Regions from separate parts of the Danio rerio genome. Here all the other regions are linked to region 2. Evidence: chromatin contacts called from public HiCAR-type and Micro-C data. All regions are on one chromosome and are shown on one strand. The core of a region is the stretch at or near the end of the contact, and the rest is flanking DNA. Distances in the headings are between cores, read along the strand shown. Region 1 holds the start of rhoq (ras homolog family member Q). Region 2 holds the start of msh2 (mutS homolog 2 (E. coli)). Region 3 holds the start of socs5a (suppressor of cytokine signaling 5a).

The links. Hi-C and Micro-C count contacts between places; a contact is called where the count stands out from the background. HiCAR-type assays count read pairs that join an accessible place to other places.
Region 1: a Micro-C map of caudal fin shows a contact between it and region 2, with 7 times the contacts expected there. The contact joins the promoter of rhoq here to the promoter of msh2 in region 2. A contact is called at or near these places in 3 of 18 Hi-C or Micro-C datasets (caudal fin and embryo).
Region 3: a contact with region 2 is called in a HiCAR-type map of caudal fin, with 4 times the contacts expected there. The contact joins the promoter of socs5a here to the promoter of msh2 in region 2. A contact is called at or near these places in 2 of 4 datasets of contacts at active chromatin or transcription factors (caudal fin and gastrula embryo).

The regions. Positions count from the first base shown.
Region 1 is chr12:26,931,642-26,936,270 of GRCz12tu, reverse strand. rhoq (ras homolog family member Q) reads left to right here and starts at 1,517. Exons shown (of 5, transcript NM_199818.1): 1 at 1,517-1,988; 2 at 2,540-2,598. The coding sequence starts at 1,847.
Region 2 is chr12:26,710,811-26,715,577 of GRCz12tu, reverse strand. It overlaps msh2 (mutS homolog 2 (E. coli)), which reads left to right and starts at 3,200. Exons shown (of 16, transcript NM_213524.1): 1 at 3,200-3,447; 2 at 3,609-3,757. The coding sequence starts at 3,240.
Region 3 is chr12:26,846,746-26,851,202 of GRCz12tu, reverse strand. It overlaps socs5a (suppressor of cytokine signaling 5a), which reads left to right and starts at 2,238. Exons shown (of 2, transcript NM_001113758.2): 1 at 2,238-2,617.

The DNA.
Region 1 (4,629 bases), core at 268-2,767, 220 kb before region 2:
TACCCTTAGGGTTTTACAGTGTAGTTTCTATTTTCTTCATAGAATAAAAAATAAATGTAGTTAACTTAACATTTTTACTTAGCAAGGATTTATACAATTTATAAAAGGACATTTAGAACGTTACAGATCATGTTATTTAGATTTTTCCACTATGGAGAACCTTTTGTTGAATTATAAAAAGGTTCTGGATGTTAAAGGTTCTATATAAAACAATCAATGCCAATAAAGAGCCTTTAAAGAAAGTGTTGTGATATGAATCAGTAAGCTTACAGTTGTGGATAATTTGCAACAAATAGCATAACACCAACGAGTCTCATGGGGCAATCGTTAAAATATGGATTTCTCGATTTTATTTAAAAGCTCGATATTGTTGTATGCCTATGTTTTTTTTTCCTTCAAGACATTTATTTTTATATTTTGAAATGTTAGATGGATAATGATAATACAGCTGCTCTGACAGGAGAATCTGCTCAGACACTGCATGTCAAAGCGAATGGGCGCGTCTGCACCACACCGTTTTATTGGTGCGCGCCCACACAAATCCATATCCACGGAGCACAGACGCACACACGCGCTCGCAAGGTATGAGGTAATTGTTTGGTCACGTGACTCCTGCAGTAGCTGTCAAAAGTGATACAGCAGCGCATCCCTGACCAGCCTGCCCGCTTCCAGCTGATTGGACTGCGATCAGGTGTTAGGGATCATCTATAAAGTGCAGAAACGAAAAATATGACTCGTACTTCTTGTATCTTCATAGCAACAGATTACAAACTGATTTTGAAAGAGTGTTATAGTGAATTTCTGGTAAATAAACCAATTCATTTATTGTTTAGACTAAGTCACGATGACTTAATCCTTAAATAGATAAATGAGAGAATACGTAAATGATATATAGAGAGACAAGGCCCGTTTTCTGACAAACAACAGCATATTAAGTAATGGATTTGCAAATAATTTATTCCAACCATCAAATGTTGTTGGAAAATGGATATAAATGATAATTTTCCACAGTCATTTTAAAGCACTTATATGCCACTGTCTTTTGAATCCCTATCCATATACATTTTTCATCCATATGTTAAAATGTATGTATTTTACATATCTAATAAAATATATATTTACATTTTTTATATTTACATTTTTCTATGAATACATATATTAGGCCTATACACAGGTAAAGGACATCCTGTAATTTAGGCCTTGGCATGCATCATTATAAAGTTGGATCAGTGAGAAATAAAATATTTATTTATTTCTTTGTTTATTTGTTTATTTATTTATTATTTCTTCACTGCACGCCTTACAGTTACAGAAGAGCCCATAAACCTATTTTTGAAATATGGTGTGTAACCGAATGAGTCGGTCCACAAGATGCAGACTGGTATTGGTCGAGTCAGACACAACCCAACGATAACCAATCTTTACACTTGATCCCTTGAATCAGAGTTATTACCCCGCCTATGTCGCAAGTCAATCCGCGTTGAGCTCAAGAGTCAGAGGAGGTGAGACTGGGGTTGGAAAGTAGGGAAAGTGGGACAGAGGAGAGGGCGGATGGTGTCGAGCACGCGCCTTTCAGGTTCATGTCTTGACAACGCCAAGTTTATCGCTTGCTTCCTTCTCGCGGAAGCGGCACGTTGTCGGCGTGTGCCAGTATTGAAGGGGAAAACCTCAGTCAATGCCAAATTTGGGAAGCGGGGTGGAGGAAATGGCATTTCAGCTGTTTTCGCACACCGAGCGCTGCACTGCTGCTGCTGCCGCTGGTGACGCCTGGAGGGAGCTTTAATAAAGCGGGATATACCTGTGTCTAGCAGCTGAAGATGCTGAATTCAAGTGTTTTATTCTCGTCATGGCAAACGGAACCGGCAGCATCATGTTGAAATGCGTGGTCGTCGGTGACGGCGCCGTTGGAAAAACTTGTCTGTTGATGAGCTATGCCAACGACGCCTTTCCAGAGGAATATGTGCCCACCGTCTTTGATCACTATGCAGGTAAATATACCAGATATTATTACGACATAAGGGACGTCAATCGGCATTCCAATGTGTAGGCTATATTAGCAGTGTAAAACATTCAGTTAAGGGTATTTACAAGACCTTGAAGTGACTTGCTTTGTGTTGCGCCTGTATTTCTGTAATGGAAACCACCTGTGGGCTGGGGATGCAACTGGTGCACAGCAGCATCCCTGTGGCACGATTCACCACCCATCTCCTGATAAGATCCAAACAAAAGCAATTTGCGTTCATCTTTCACTAGATCAGAATTTAATAAATCTATATTAAGCAACTCTTTTGATTGATTAGAAATAAGACTAATTTTAATCCCTCTTTCAGCTGATCATAAATTATCCAATTTTGAGAACCCATTTTATTGATTTCAAACAACTAAAACAGTTTTGCATCTTTCTTTTACCCAAGTGATTAAAATTCTTCCTTCACCTCTTCGGAGCACATGACAAACAATAGTAGTTTTAATTAAGTTGGATCATTTAAGTTTTAAATCAAAATTTTATAAAAATACTAACTTATGGTTTTGTTTTCAGTGAGTGTGACGGTTGGGGGGAAACAGTACCTGCTGGGCCTCTATGACACTGCGGGTCAGGTAGGGTTAAATCATTCTTCTCTTACTGGCCTAAGGCTTTTTCATTAGCAATAGTACCTGGATCGATGCAGGCAAAGTACACGGTGACCTGTTCAGGTCCATTCAATCTTTTTCCCATTGTATGCATTTGATTTAAAGGGGTAGTTCATTTAGAAGAAAATTGTGTCATTTACTCACCCTCAGGTTGTCCCTGTGTGACTTACTTAGTGCAGAACAGCAAAAGAAGCTAAAAGGTGAGCGGACAGTCTTAAGGGTACAAAAACAACTTTCCTGTTGTGTTTCTGTGAAAAATTATTTGTGCTGTGAAAATTATCCCTGTTTTGGATCTTAAAAATTACTAAAATGTGTATTTTGCATGCCAGGCTAGTAATTGGTGATGTCATTTAGTCCACCACAGTTGTTGGTTTGGTTGTCAAGTACTTGCACATGCCTATAGACTTCATTATATGGAAATAGATGCTTGTGTTGCAGGTTCTCTCATAGACAATAAAACAGATTAAATTTAAAATCATTTACATTTTGGGTTAAACATTCTCTTTAATCACCCTGCCAAACTCAACAGGTGTGTTATATCAAATAATACTGTGAAATATGATGATATATATATTGTATGGACAAAATAAAAAAATCGATCATACAAAGTTAACTAATTACCAAAGGTTTGGTAGCGGAACAACGCCTCACTTTGTCTCCTTAACCAATCAGCTACTCCCTAAAAACTTATTTAAGGAAGACCAGCTCTGTAGTGCTGTTCTTCTTATTCTCTCGAACCCACCCTCCCTCCTTCTATTTCCTCACTTCCCACTAACAATCTTATAACCCTCTCTTCCATCCTAGGTTGAATTGGGGGCTCCAATCACTTTACCCCTGGGGTGTCCAAACTTTGCCCTGGAGGGCCGGTGTCCTGGAGAGTTTGGCTGTTTCTCAATATGCGTTCTTTAGCGGTCTTGCGTCCTCATGTTCTCGTGTAACGTCATCATCAGCTGCCTAAATTCAGTTTCAATACCCAAGTCTGCAAGTACGGAGGACGCGTGAAACTTCCCGGATGTGATCTTGATATCGAGGATGCACCCATGCAGACTTGAGCACTGAACTCGCTCTGGAAGTCCCAGAAGTCATTGCGACTGGAGGTGGGAAGCGCAGCATTTTATTTAGATTGATTATTAAAGTTCAGAGATAACACTTATTTACCTAAGGAGTTTCCCTAAATGAAATGGTGAAAGTAAACATAAACATGAATATCTTAATAAAGTAATAAACACATAAAGGGTGTTTGTTTGCTGAAATTCGGATTAAAATTAGTTTTATTTATATTGTGCAGAGTATATTTATAAGGTTTTTATGCAAAATATATATTTTGAAGAGGCGGGAAACTATAAATCGTTTTATGAGTGCTGTAATGTTTTTAAATAATTTCCATTTAAAACGCGTGAAGGTCACATGACCATAAGGTAGAACGCAGCATCCCATTTCTCAAAGGACTCGTTCTCTGCCCTCGCGGTCTCCTGAGTTCGTTCTTCCGAAGACATCTGGCAAGACCGGTCTCCACAAGAACGCAAGTCCGTTCTCTGCGTTCTTGGAATTGAGAAACAGCCATAATCTCCATCTTCCACCACACCTGCCAGGAAGTTTCTAGTATATCTAGTAAGGGCTTAATTAGCTGGTTCAGGTGTGTTTGATTATGGTTGGAGCTAAACTCTCCAGGACACTGTCCCTCCGGAATCTTGTTTGGACACCCCTGCTCTACCCAAATATTACAGAGACGGTACCCCCACTCTGAGTCTCTGGGCATCATCGTAGGATGCCTGAACAACCTACCTACCTGTTCACTGTTTATCCTCTTTCTTCCCTTCCCCTTTATCTCACTATTCCCTTACCATCCCTTTCATCCCTACAATAAAGTGTGGTGTGGTGTGGTCCATGCTGGTGAAATTACGTTTCATATAATGGTGTCACAAAATACATTGTTTGCGGTAATACTGTTTCTTAACACACGTAGGGCTGCACAATATATCGTTTCAGCATTGATTA
Region 2 (4,767 bases), core at 1,951-4,450:
TCTGCCCCCCAGTGAAACTTACTTGTTATATCATCTTACGCGATTCCGGTTTTACATTTGTTGAGTCTCGTCATAAAATAGTACTTTTGTACATTATTAACCATGTGCGAGATGACAATATCGCGTATATGTCACCCACTTTATAAAAAGGGTGTTTGTTTTTAGATTAGTAATCTAAAAAAATGAAATGAATGTAATTAGTACTGTAAATACTACAGTGTTTTGGAACCATAAGTGCTTGAATTAATCTGTTGTGGAAATGTTAAAGTTGCTATGGGAATATAAAACAACAATACTGTTACCCAACACTGTATTATGATTTCTATAGCTAAATATAATATAAAACAACACACAGCAGTTTACTGTAGTAATTACTGCATAGCATGCATTAACCAGTGTTTATCCTTTCATTTCTTTTCGGCCTTTATTAATCAGGGGTTGCCACAGCGGAATGAAGCGCCAACTTATCCAGCATATGTTGCCCTTCCAGTTGCAACTTATCACTGGAAAACCCATACACTTTCACTCACACACATACAGTACAGATAACCTAATTCACCTATGGCGCATGTCTTTGGACTGTGGGGGAGACCGGAGCACTCGGAGGAAACCCACGCAAACACGGGGAGAACATGCAAACTCCACATGGAAATGCCAACTGATCTAGTCGAGGCTCGAACCAGAGACCTTCTTGGTGTGAGGCGAATTTTGTGAAGATGGCTTTTTTCTTGTAGGCTACACAGATATAGTGACATGATGAGTTGTTGTTGTTTTTGAACAAGTGTGTGAGTGTTTGCATCCACACAAGATATAAAAAAAATATATATATATATATATATATATATATATATATATATATATATATATATATATATATATATATATCTTTTTTTTTTTTTTTTTTTTGGAAACCTGTTATGACTTTTATATAATAATTTTACCTTTGGAAGATAATGGTTTTGAACATTTTTCAAAATATGTTATTTTGTGTTCAACAGATAAAGGAAACTCATAAATGTTTGAAACCACCTAAATGTGAGTAAAAAGTGAGTAAGTTTTCATTTTTGGGTGAACTATCCCTTTAAGACAGGGACTTGATGCCATCTACTGGTGGTTTTAGTGTCAAATATTTACCAGTCAAGGTACCAGCACAAAACACTTCCATAAATTATCCCATACATTTTTTATTTATGTATTTTTATTTTTTTATTTTTGTAAATATTTCACAGTCACTAAAGGATAGCTCTCCTGAAAACTGAAATGGCTTAGGTTTTATTGCATTAGAAATGTTTTGTTTGACTGAAGCTCAGAGCGAGGACTCAAATGATCAGTTGTTTAATTACAGCCTCATACAGAATGAATGGTTATCTTGTCCCAGGGAATGAAACAAATAACCATCATTAAATGTGATCTTGCTGATCTGTGATTAACCCCGACACATGCAAAACAACTATTTTCAATCAGTTTTATCGGTGGATCTTCAGACATAGAAACCTACTATTCAGCTAGATTTGTATCCGCATGTGGATGATCCATACATTCATTAATTTTCCTTCGGCTTAGTCCCTTTAATCATCAGCGGTCGCCACAGCGGAATGAACCTTCAACTTATCCAGCATATGTTTTACACAGTAGATCCCCTTCCAACTGCAACCAGTACTGGGAAGCATGTGGATGATGTTATCTCAATTCTAATTTTAAAAGCTGTACAGAATATGCATGCATTTATTTACTTATTTTTTTATTTGATGCCACAAGAATGAGGTGTTTGTAGCCTACATAGTAACATTAATAACTCAAATAGAGTAGCATAACTGTCAACATAAACTGTCAGATGTAAAAAAAAAAAAAAAAAAAAAATGGCATGATATTAGTTAAATATGTTGACCTTTTAGAAAAAAAATTGTACTAATGCATGATTTAACCACATTTAGTGTGACAAATGTGAGCTATCGGCTGAGTAAAATTATTTTATTACATTATCCCAATATAATGGTAATAAGCGTCATGGTGGCTCAGTGGTTAGCACTGTAGCCTCACAGCAAGAAGGTCGCTGGTTTGAGTCCCAACTGGGTCCGTTAGCATTCCTGTGTGGAGTTTCATGTTCTCCACGTGTTCGCATGGGTGTCTTCTTCAAATTTTGCCTTTAGAATGCAGGTATTTCTTAATCCATTTTTTTTTAAATACACAATTAGCAGTGCTGACGTCAAGAATATTGAGACCACCGTCTTCAACTGGATTGCACAAAATGGTCTTTTTTAAATAATGTGGTCTGTTCCTCCAAACAGTGGAATGAACTTTTTTTTTAAAATTCATGAATGAAAATATACAACCACAATCAGGAGATCAATTAATAAGTTACATTAACTGCAAAGAGAAGAAAAGTCTAACAAAACAAAGGGCTAAATAAATTAAAATTGTGTATGAAGGACATTGTGTATGAAAATGTATGAAAATAAATGAATTAAGAGCATTACATGAAAGTTATCTAAAATCTGTGTAATGAACTGTTACAGCCATTTTTTAATGCAATGAAGAACATTACAAAGATACAATATGAACAAGGAGACAAAGAGGGTTGCGTAAATAAAATTCCTGCAAATTAAACAAGTTTAAATGATTTACACCAAGAAAGTGTTGTACATGCAATGTAGTTGTTAGAGTCTTTTAAAGAATTAACATAAATTTCAAAGTACATTTACATTTATGAATGTAAAAATTCTGCTTTTAAAAAGCAATAAATTAATAATAAATTTACAATGAGAAGGATCTACATTCAGGGAGTAGGCCTAACCAAAGAATAACACTTTGGAGGAAATACAGAAGTTTGGAAATAAGAATTTTTTAATGAAATTGGAAAAGTCAACCCAAAACACTTTATTACACTCCCCAAATAAATGGTTAAGTGTTTCATCATATTGAGTACTAAGTGACATTTAGAGGAGATATTGTTAATAAATTTAGCTAGTTTGGTATTTCTTTGGTAGCAATTATGAATGATTTTGATTGAGACTTCAACAGCTTTATTAGATAATTTTTTTTTTCCGAAGAAGCCAAAACTGTTCCCAATCTATGTCATCAAATATAGGCTATTATTAAAAAAAAAACTATGCAAGCAAGTAACGATAACTGTTACAACCAAGCTTACAACAAGATAGCAATGTTTGTCGTCATTTTAGCTCCGCCCCGTTTGCCTTTGACCCTCCCGGCGCGCCTGTGCTGTGGCGGGAGATTCCAGCATGGCGGTGCAACCTAAACAGAATCTGTCTATGGACAGCGCGTCTGAACATGGATTCCTCAATTTTTACTTTTCGATGTCCGACAAACCAGACACCACGGTGCGAGTGTTTGATAGAAACGATTACTATACTGTGCACGGGAAAGATGCGATTTTTGCAGCTAAAGAGGTTTTCAAGACTAATGGAGTCATCAAAAATCTGGGTTCAGGTTAGTGATCCGCTTATAAATTGTTACACAATAGTCATTATCTCTTTAAAGATATCATCAACTATTTCTTTCAGTTGTGCAGATTTATGTGTTTTTGTGAAGTATCGTAATTTACGTTATTGTATGTTATATAAGTGTTGTTTTTATTATTATTAATTCAGGGAACAGGAGGTTGGAAAGTGTGGTCCTCAGTAAGATGAACTTTGAGTCATTTGTGAGGGATTTGCTGCTGGTTAGACAATACCGGGTGGAGGTTTACAAGAACGCCAGTAAGAGCAGCAAAGAGCATGACTGGCAAATCGCTTTCAAGGTACAGTATCAAATGTCCTCTTTCATTAACCATTCTTTTATAAAATTGAGTTAAAGTTGTGATTATATTGGTAAATTAGTTCATTTTGGTACAGTGACAACTTGTGACAGGCCACTGTAAATAATGGCTCTGAAATCCCATGTAAGAATGACTTCAGCACAACGTTAGCGCTATTTAACTGACTGTGATTGATGCTGTAATTTGATAGCCAGTGGCTGCTAATATGATTTCACTATTTAGAGTTTGCAAAGAATGCTTTTCTGAAGTTATATTATAAAGGGAAAAGTCTAAATGTGTGATTATAAAACCAACTTTCTCAATTTTCCTAAATAAGGATTGGCCTATTATTGTCGCTTTACTAAGGAAGCATTAGTCATATAAAACAATCATAGTTTTTCTTTTTCGCAGACTTCAACAGTGTAAAAATTTTGTTGGTTCTGTCAGTTTTGTCTATCCAATTTGATCTTTATTTTGTGTTTTCTAGTGGATTCGAGTCAGGTGATTAAGCCATTCTACAGCTTTTTTTTTTTTTTTTTTTTTGGAAACCATTTGAGATTTTTCTTGGCTGTGTTTTGGATCATTGTCTTGCTGAAATGTCCACCCTAGTTTAATCTTCATCATTCTGCTTGTGTAGATGTTGGACTGAAGTAGCTGTTATTAATTTACTATGACAAAGGGCAGATGGTTGCTAAATAACTTCTGAGAGATTTCAGCTGCTGTCTGGGCTTTCACTGCCTTTTTATGTCCCCCTTTCTTCATATGTTCAATACTTTTTTTCCAGGTTTCGTTTTATTACACATAACTTAATTTGTAAACTAATTAGATTTGTTTTCTTTTCATATGTATTTCTTTGGTAATCAACATCTAGTGAAAATTTCAAGTCAATGGCACCTTTAGAAATATGTTTTCTGAGTGATGATGAAAATGGTGACATGTTGAATACTTATTTCCCCACTGGATATGTGTTTATGTATGTATGTGTATGTAGGGAGAAAGTGAGATCTTATCTG
Region 3 (4,457 bases), core at 989-3,488, 140 kb before region 2:
TGGTCATTTCTTATTTAACAGAACTTTTTTATTTGTTTTATTTCTGATACAGAACTGAAACAGACAGAAAATAATTTTTTTTTTAATGCTGTAAATCAGAAATGCCCAAAGTAGAGCCCACGGACCAAAGTTGGCCCATAGCAACCTTTGATTTGGCCCACCATCCCATCTGAGAGGAGAATGATGGAGATGTTGGCAAATGCCTTTAACACAGAGATAGTTGTTTCTAATTTGACATAGTCCTTTTTTTATTATAATTTTATTGCTGAGCTACAAAAAAGCAAACTCAAATTAAATGTTTCAATTAAATGTTGTAAATAATTCAAATTGATTTAAATGTTAACGCTGTTGACTCATTTACAGTATAAAGGACTATGCAGGAGACATTGGCAAGCAAATCAGGGCTAATACTAGTGTAATTCCGTTATAAAGGAGATTGTTTTGTTTTTACTGTAATAAGTTCATCATAAATTTTAAAAACTACTGTATTAGTTTATATAAAGCAATGTTTTCTAATCATTTTTGAACATTATTAAATAAATTAGCACATTAGCCATGGCAACTATGTTTACCTTCGACTCACAAAACTCAATCAAATTTGGTTTTTTGGCCCTTCGTATAAAAAAGTCTGGGCACCCCTGCTGTAAATGAATCAGATTTTAAAAAATATAAATGCTGTCACTCAACACATAGAGTACAATGCTGTTATAAATTGGAGTTTTTTTATTGTAAAAAGTTCATTATAAAATGTAAAAACATACTGCATTAGTTAATATAAAACAATGCTTTCTAGTTATTTTTAAATATTAAATAAATTAGGAAATCACCAGTGGCAACTTTAATAAAGTTTGGCATATTTACCTTCAGCCCACCACCCTCAATCAAATTTGGTTTTTGGTCCATCATATGAAAAAGTTTGGGTCAATTATGTTCATTTACAATATTTATATCTTTCCACTCAAGTCAACCACCATCTCCATCCTGAGGCTGTCATAGGCTGCTATTGTCTGGGATGGATTTACTGAAGTCCGAATTCTAAACGAGTCTTTCTTTTGAATCGAATCTTTTTTAAAGATCTGCTCAGCTGGTTCACAAAGCCTGCATCAGCGATTCGTTTGTCGGCATGAATTGCTAAGGCATGTCACAAAAAAGTGTCCGGGCATGCCCAGTTCGCACTAAAAGCTTAAAATGAGCAAATCATAAGAACACATTCAAAGTGAACAGAGACGTTTATAGAGCAAAAGGTAAGATCTAAAAGATAAAAATGACGAAGTGTTAAAACAAAATATGCTGAAATTAAGTGTTTGACAATATTTATTGCTTTTTCTTCAACATAAATATGTTAATGTTATAATATGCTCCTCATATACAAGCAAGTTATGATTAACTTATATACTTTATTAGCAAACTTGGCTGTTAATGTTCTATACCTGTTCACTTGAAACTCAATTACGTTTACATTTAATTTGACCAGATAGCTGAATGGGCTATACATATGTTATTATTATTATTATTATTATTATTATTATTATTATTATTATATTATTTCCCTTTTACTACCCCACTAATAAAAAATGGGTTGCATTTTTTAACTTCTAATGTTAACACATCCCATGCATTTTTTTCCACACATCCCATAATTTCTAAAATATCAGCCTCTATTAAATGGTTGATAAGTAGGTTTATGGTAGAAGAACCAGAATTAATATATATACTATGAAAAATCTGAAAATATAAGTGTAAGAATAATTTATTTAAAAAAAAAACACAATCAAAATAAAACATTTTTGAACACTAAATCATCTTTTATTTTTTGCCAAAAGTATGCCATAAAACATTTATTTTTTAACAATAAAACCAAAATGAAGCATAGTATTGCTTAATAGTATTAAGCATAATATTTTTGTAAATCAACAATTGTGTGTTACCCATTATTTAAAACATCAATATCAACATATGGCCAACCATTTAGTAGAGCAAGCAGTTAAAAGCGTATTATTATTATTATTATTATTATTATTTTATTATTATTAATAATAATAATATTATGTTATTATTTAAATCATAATTGAAAACGAGCCCACATGTTTCATCATGTAAAATTTGGAACCGATTCTTTTAAAGCGACTGTTTAAAAGAACCGACTCACTAAATTGATTCGAACGTCCCACCATGAGCTGGAATTTGAGCAAGGAAGTGACGCTCGCTTCCAAAGTCATTCCCCATCCGCATCCGCCGGAACACAGAGCTTCGTGCAATTGGAGTTTCCCGATGTCAGTCAACAGCAGCTTTGCCACCACCTCTCCTGATTCTCGACTCCGCTGCTGCTGCACTTGGCGACCATATCGGCCGTCAGGGAAAGAAATGCCAACGGGATGAGGGGATCGTAGGCCATGTAAATACAAAGTATCAAATGTTTACGCCTTCATCGACAAACCGATGCGCAGTTTGCTTTTCGATTATCGCAGTTATGTTCCCGGTCGTCTCCCGTCCGTCTGTTTTATCTAGCGCCGTGTCTAGCCTCGGGAAAATGTACCCGACTATTCTTGATAGCCTTTTTTTCGCAAACAAAAGAAGACACCCGAAAAAACAATAAAAGAGCACGACAGAAGGATCGGTGAGTTTATCTCTCCGTGTGTTGTGAATGCGCATCGATTATTTTATGTTATCGCGCATGTTCGATGGCCTTTTAACTGTTTCTTTTTTTCCAGTCGGCCCCTTTTCTAAATGCCTGAAGCCGGTTGAAAGCAAGTAGAAATGCATAGAGCCTCTGTTTTTTATTCAGCACAACTGATCCACATGTAGTTCAGTAGTTGTTATATGAGGTTAAGTGTAGAAGCAATCATTAAGGTGTCCATAAAAATACAGTAATTTTTCCATGCCTGTGTTGAGGAGGATTGCACTTAGGCTGTAGCTGCACTGTTTTTGCAAAGGCCTACACTAATTATGACGAAAGTCTCATGCTTTTCACTAAATGCCCTTTTATTATTTGCTCAAACTTTACAATAAGAGTTTATTTGTATGTAGCTACTAACATGCAATTCCATGACAGGCTGTGAACTGAATTGGGAACAATAGAAATGGCTTGGCCGTGAAGTATATCATAAATTGTGAAACTTTACATTTTTATTATGTTTATTTTTTATTATTCAAATGGCCGGATTCTGAGACTGAGGAAAGTTGAATGTGCTGGCCAGTGTGTTATTTGCCTAATAAATGACAATAGGCCACAGTTTTAAATGTAAAGCAGATTGATATGTTTTCCCTCTAGTGATATATCATAAAGTAGCCTAAAAATAAGTAGCCTTTTTTCATATTTCTTTATCGTAATTCTTTAAATGTTTTGGTTTACCATAAACTAATCTAGCAAAAAAAATGTGCTTAAAATGTCACAACAGTGCAGTTTTTAAATCTCATAATTATTAGAAAATATGTAAAATAAATGCAAAAAGGTCCACTTTTTGAGGTATAAAGAACCACTCCTTTCACCAGGCTGACTACGGGTCTGTTAACAAAGACATCTTTGGATTTTAATAAAGCATTACTAAATGCTGAACTATGATTAATAAATGTTGTGCAAGTGTTGTTCATGCTAGTATGCATTAATCAAACATTATTGTAAAGTGCGCGCAGATTCTTTTTTTTTGAGCTAAGTTTTTATACATATTCAGTATGTCCAGATTTTTTTAAGGTGCAAGTCTGTGGCACTGCATGAACTGACATGTGAAACAATAGAAATGGTTGACCGTGGAGTATATTTTAAATTCAGCTCTTTTGTGTAGATTATTTTTAATAAGTTGTGTGCTCTAGGGCATTTAAAAAAATATACAAATACTTATCCTATAGGCAAAAATGAAGTGTCCCATTTTTGTGTCTGCATCTAATTACATTTACAATGGTGATTTAATAAGCATTTTGAATGCAGGTAAAGCGTCTACTGTATTGTTGTTATCGTTATTATTCTCTCAAATTACTTGTGAGAACAATGTCAAAATATTTGTAAAATAATGATTCATCACCATTCATTGCAATCTATATATACAGGTAAAAGTGAAACTACACACTTATTCTCACCTCTCACGTAATTAAAAATATAAAAGAATAAGTGGGCATAAAAATTATTCTATTTTAAATAATAAATATAAAAATAAATATTATATTTTGTAAAAGTATTTTGGTGACTAATAGGCAAAACTTAGTGTTTTGAAAAATGTTGGAAAAATCTAAAGTAAAAAATTATTTTAATTAGTATTCAATAATAATGAATATTAGTTCATTAGTATTTTGGGCTGCTCTTAGTCTTTTTGCATTTAGACTCAATTTTTTTTGCTATTCAGCACAACTAATCCACATGTAGGGCAGTAGTTGTTATATCTAGTAGTGTAGAAGGAATCATTAAGGTGTTTATAAGAATACCATGCCTGCATTGAGGAGGATTCCACTTAGGCTGTAGCTGC